Regions from separate parts of the Xenopus laevis genome. Here region 1 is linked to region 2. The links are chromatin contacts, called in public Hi-C maps. All regions are on one chromosome and are shown on one strand. Each heading gives the region's core, a stretch centred on a gene start, on an enhancer-like site or on the middle of the called end of the contact. The rest is flanking DNA. Distances are from core to core; before and after follow the strand shown.

The links. A called contact is a pair of places that touch in the nucleus more often than the background predicts.
Region 1: a Hi-C map of the XL177 cell line shows a contact between it and region 2, with 3 times the contacts expected there. The contact joins the enhancer-like site here to the promoter of cfap251.L in region 2. A contact is called at or near these places in 2 of 4 Hi-C or Micro-C datasets (the XL177 cell line and the XTC cell line).

The regions. Positions count from the first base shown.
Region 1 is chr1L:175,971,976-175,974,755 of Xenopus_laevis_v10.1, reverse strand. It overlaps setd1b.L (histone-lysine N-methyltransferase SETD1B), which reads left to right. Exons shown (of 18, transcript XM_018263237.2): 12 at 136-609; 13 at 1,810-2,780. Among protein-coding and RNA genes, the nearest start is that of setd1b.L, 17 kb to the left of the region's middle. Within about 2 kb of position 1,380, at least 1 of the 7 cell types and tissues checked has an H3K27ac peak or open chromatin away from gene starts, as enhancers often do.
Region 2 is chr1L:175,911,156-175,914,096 of Xenopus_laevis_v10.1, reverse strand. cfap251.L (cilia- and flagella-associated protein 251) reads left to right here and starts at 1,604. Exons shown (of 22, transcript XM_018263214.2): 1 at 1,604-1,708; 2 at 2,659-2,796. The coding sequence starts at 2,668.

The DNA of each region.
Region 1 (2,780 bases), core at 131-2,630, 61 kb before region 2:
AGAGGAAAAGTTCCTTCTTTGTGTATACTTTAAAAAGGTAAACATTAAAAAGAATGTACTATATATTTGTACATGTAAGTTATGAACCTCCATGTTTGGTTTGTACATGTTGTTATAATAATTTATGTTCTGTAGATGACACCACCAGTGTAGCTTCTTCCAGAGCTGAGATGGATTCTTCTGATGTAAGTGAGGAATCTTCAGAGTATGAGTCAAGCTCAGATTCAGATGACGAAATAGAGGGGGATGACGACGAAGAAGAAGAACTAATCTTCGAGGAGGATCAATCTGAGGAACTAGATTTTGGTCAGGAAGATGATATTGAGACTGAAAGGGAAGTAGACGTCTTCAGGGAGGACGTGTCTGAAGGTAGCAGTTCAGCAAAGGCAGAAACAGATTTAGAAGATGATGAATTGCAAAAAATAGAGCTAGATATTGCACAACCGGCACAAGAGACATCACATCTGAGAAAGAAAGACCTAGATGTACCACTGGTTGAGTCTAAAGAACACAAACCGGATACCTTAGAGGCGGAGAAGCTCTCTGCAGTACCCAAGCAAGAGGATGTTTTTAAGGAACATGAAAAAGCACCATCACCAATGAATGAAGGTAGTGTTGCCATCTTATATTTCCTTAAAGGAACAGTAACACCAAAAAATGTAAGTGTTTTAAAGTAATGAAAATATCATGTAGTGTTGCCCTGTGCTGGTAAAACTGATCTGTTTGCTTCAGAAACTCTACTATAGATCATATAAACAAGCTGCTGTGTAGCAATGGCGGAAATTGAAAAACGGCTATATGGCACAGGTAACTAATGGATAATAGATAACACCATTAGACAGACAGAGCTTATCTGCTATCTGCTGTGTAACTTGAGCTTTTTCTCCTTTGAATGGCTGCCCCCATTGCTACACAGCAGCTTATTTATATAAACAATAGTAGTGTTTCTGAAGCAAACACACCAGTTTTACCAGTGCAGGGCAACACTTCATTATATTTTCATTACTTTAAAACACTTTTATTTTTTGACGTTACTGTTCCTTTAAAGGATTCTGTCATAATTTTTATGATGTATTATTTATTTCTAAATTACAATGTTTACGCTGCAAATTATTCACTCTACAATATAAAATGTCATCCCTGAACCAGCAAGTGTATTTTTTTAGTTGTCATATTGGTGTGTAGGCAGCCATGTGAGGTAATTTTGCCTGTTCATGTGCTTTCAGAAAGAGCCAGCACTTTTAGGATGGAACTGCTTTCTGGCAGGCTGTTTCTCCTACTCAATGTAACTGAATGTGTCGCAGTGGAACCTGGGTTTTACTACTGAGTTCTGTTCCTAGATCTACCAGGCAGCTGTTATTTTGTGTGAGCTGCTATCTGGTTACCTTGCCATTGTTATGTTGTTAGGGCGCTGGGGGGGGGTATCACTCCAACTTGCAGTACAGCAGCAAAGAGTGACTGAAGTTTATTAGAGCACAAGTCACATGACTGGGGGCAGGTAGGAAACTGACAATATGTCTAGACCCATGTCAGATTTCAAAATTAAATATAAAGAGAAACCGATTTCAATGCAGAAGTCTGCTGGAGCAGCACTGTTAACTGATGCATTCTGAGAAAAAAAACCCCATGAGATTATCCGTTTAAGGACTTTAATGCACCTTTACTTATGCATACCAGGTTTATATTACATTAAATTTCCCTTGTTGAATTGTGTCTAAGTTGTTTGTAAATACCTATATTACAATTTGTCTTTCACAAATAACTAGACTGTTAATTTATTTCTCCATTTTTCCCCTCCACTTTCTGCAGAGGAAGAGTATATAGAGCTTCATTTAGAACCTGTGCCTTTGGGTTCAGAAAATGCACCTGCAGCTGTACAAGAGTCTATGACCATCCGTCCCTTAACACCAACTGGCGCTTTTGGTGAATCTGGTCCTGTTCTCAAGCTTGAAGAACCCAGGCTGCAACTTAATTTGACTCGGATTGTTGCAGAAGATGAAGAACTGTACCCTCGCACACCTGGCCGGGACACAGCTGCTCATTCAGATACAGAGGTCACGTTTCAGCCTGGTTTGAAAGTGCCCCCATCCAGCCTTCCTCTTTTGCAAAGCCACAGTAAGGAAGATGAGTGTTCGCTTCCCCCTGAAAAGCATACTGGTCACTTAAAGGTGACTAAGACATTGTCAGAGGAAGAACTGCCCCGTACACCAGGCAGAGATATCGTGGTTAAGACCTCCCACCTTGGGAAGTCTCAGAGTACAGAGACCATTCCTGCAACACCAGGTAGTGATGCTCCACTCACAGGTAACAGTCTTATGCTGGCTTCCCCGCACATACCTGGTAGTCCCTTTTCTTATCTCTCCCAGTCACCAGGAATAATTAACAGTGGTATTCCAAGGACACCTGGAAGAGATTTTAACTTCACCCCAACCTTCCCAGAATCAAATACAATATTCACCTGCCACCCTTCTGGCAAAACACCCTCTGTAGATGAGCCAGATAAAAAGTCATTTAAAGAACCAACCAGTGCTTCCTTAACTATGAACAGTGTTCCTTCACCCATCTCATTTGCTAGCCCGCCTAGAGGGGTACCACACATGGACATAAGGTTAGAGACAGATGATCTGGAATCATCTGATGCTCCAGCATACTTTTCTAATAAATTATTAAGTGAGGAGAGCGAATGTGAGTTTACTAAAGAACAGCTGCCTTCCACTGATGAATCTGCACCTTCACCACCTCTCCCTCCTACAGAGAAGAGGAAAGAAGACAGATCCAAA
Region 2 (2,941 bases), core at 355-2,854:
CAATGACGCTCTCTGCACTAGCAGAGCTGAATTTCCGGGTTAAACCCCGGAAGATCGGCTCTTAAAGTTACAAGAGGCGGCTTTTTGCTGCCCTTTGTAACTGGCTGCTCGCTGCCATATGAGGCAAGGGTCTCACCTTGCCTCATGGCAGAAGCGGCCCTGCATAAATAGACTAAAAACTTTTGTATTGGAAAGGAAGCATGATATCTAGGCAGCTTTTAAGTAGGAAACTCCTCCTACCCAATTTCTTGGCTTTTTTGGCTAAGATCAAGTGTTGTATCCATTGTCTTGTTTCCAGGTCTGGATTGAGAATCAAAATAGGCCCTGACTTTTCAAGAAAACAGAGGCCCAAACACCAGCCCAATAAATAGTGACTGTCTATGGCATCTTACAGCAACCCCTCTGGAATTTCCCAGAACCCACAGAACCCACAGTCCGGGCCTACTTGTTTTTATATAAAATAAAGTATATTTTTTTCAATTTAAAAAAAATCTGTTAAGGGAGGGACCTGATCTTCCCCTCTTTACGGAGCAGAGAGGCCCTTGGTCTGGCCAAAAGGCCTTTAGCTATAGAGCCGCAGTATTTAGCCCTAAGGTATGCTCCCCTTGGGCAGGTCCGGACTGGGAGTCAAAATAGGCCCTGGCATTCCAAGTACACAGAGGCCCAAATAGTCCTCCACCACCCCACTGAATAGTGATTGTGTATGAGACCTTACAGTAGCCCCTCTGGCATTTGCCAGAACCCACAGATTGCCAGTCCGGGCCTGCCCTTGGGTGCCTGATAATCATCATTATGCCTGATCACTATGACACTGCCACTAGTACTTTACACCAACACTTTTATCTGCAAATGTTTTTTTGTACTTTATCTAAGAATTCAGTGCAATATGGCTCCTTGAGTCTTTATAAGAATCTAGGGAGAGATGTGTGGCCATTACGCTCCTTCTCCAGGGCACTACCAGAGAGCATTTCATTTTAAGGCTTCTTCAGAGGTCACATGTTACCCTTTCCCCTTATAGGCTTTTGCTGGAGGAGATAAGGCAAAATGCTCCCCCTAGCCTTGCGGCTAAGGACTTATGAAGACAGTTGCCTCCTGTGGGGATTTCAGCTGGGGAGGTCGGGGATAAAGGGACTCATCCAAGTTTTCTGACGAAGGTGAGCCAAAGACTCACTCCTAGGTGAATCTATTTTGTGCCCATATGCACTTTGTGTGTGAATTTGCAGTGGGTGATTGAAGAAATGCTTTGAGCTTTAATAAAAACAAATCTTCACTTATCCAGTTCCTGGACTGGCCTTACTGGATCAGGCTAGTGGAGTGGACAGATTGTGTGGCCTTCTGTAAGGCTTGTATAGCCTGCTGGTAAAATCCTAATAGCAATGTTATCAGGAGGGAGAAGTATAACAAGAGATCAGTATTTACCCCCCTGAGGGCAATACGAAATGAAACCAGAAGAAACGCTATTGCGTATTAAACTTTCTCTGTGAATTCCCCCAATCATTACAACCCATACAGCATTGTATAAGATCACTGGCTGCAGACACCTCCAAACCAGGACTAAAATGAGCGTAAAGCACGCTAGCTCTAAGTGGTGATTTACGACGAAGGCGAGTGTAGGTTTCCGTCCCCATGAGAACGTCGTGTAGTTTACATTCGGTCGCTAAGCAACACAAGCGCGAGTCCATGGTGCGGAGGAGCATTAACATCTCAGGTGAGCGTGCAGTGCAGCAAAATATGCATTTAGTGCGCCCCTAAAATCACATCTTAATTTACGTTTTTAAAATGTGCACCGTGCTGGAATAAACCACCACCAACCCGACTTCGGGGGTGCAGTGACCGCAGAGCATCTAGAAGAAGAAACGTTTTCCCTTAAATGTTGATGAGTGTGAGTAGGTTGGTTAGTTAGGACAGGAAAACATTTGGGGGAATACCTGTTTCATCCGTAAATACAAGCCTGGAGTGGGATTTGTAGGGAAAAGTTATTTTCTACCCTTAAAAAGAAGTTTCACATTCTTTAAAACAGTGTTTTGTTAATATTTCTGCACATTCCTATCGAGAAAGTAGGTTTGTGCTAGGGCTAGTCTGTGGTAACCAGTTTGTAATTATTCCTTACTGTAGAATGTGGGCAAATAAACTCTCTCCTGTATTGAACATGCAGAATGGTTTGGTCATTTTAGAAGTTTTTTCTCTGTTTCAAGAATGTCTATGTGAACAAAGTAGTTATTTCCCCTAAATATTACACAAACAGGTTTTCAGACAAGGCCCTAGGATTGCCACCTTTTCTGTAAAAAAAAATAACATACTATTTCTGTAAAAAAAAAAAATATCACATACTATAGTCCTGTATTTTCCTCTTTCTTCCCTATTAATAACATTAACACCAACTAGCATCATGCATACTGGTAGGGTTGCCACCTGGCTGGTATTTTACCGGCCTGGCCAGTAAAAATAATGCTTGAGCCCAATGTTATTAATAGGAAAAAAGGATAAATATATGGGAAGGTCAGTATTTTTTTCCAGAGAAGGTGGCAACCCAATTTACTGGCAAGGCTGCTAAAATACTGGCCAGGTGGCAATTATTCTGGACTACTTTGGGACGCACTTTGGGAACCACTGCTCTAGACCGACTGATAAAAATAAGAAGTAAAATGTTTTTTGCAGATAAACAGTATGGATCCACACTTGGGAATCACTGCCAATGAGGGTCTCAGTCAAGCAGGAACAGAAGAAACACAGGAATTGGAAACTGGAAGTATCAGCAATAATGAAGAAATGTCCCAGCAAGTTGTGGGCCCAGAGGTATGGTTACTGTGAAGCAATGGATTTAGCTAGACAGTTATATGTCAGAGAGCACATATAGATGTTACAAAAAGAAGCTTATTATTCTGCATCATAAGAAGATATTTGCTAGAATATAAAGTTAAGCATTCATTGAGATCACAAC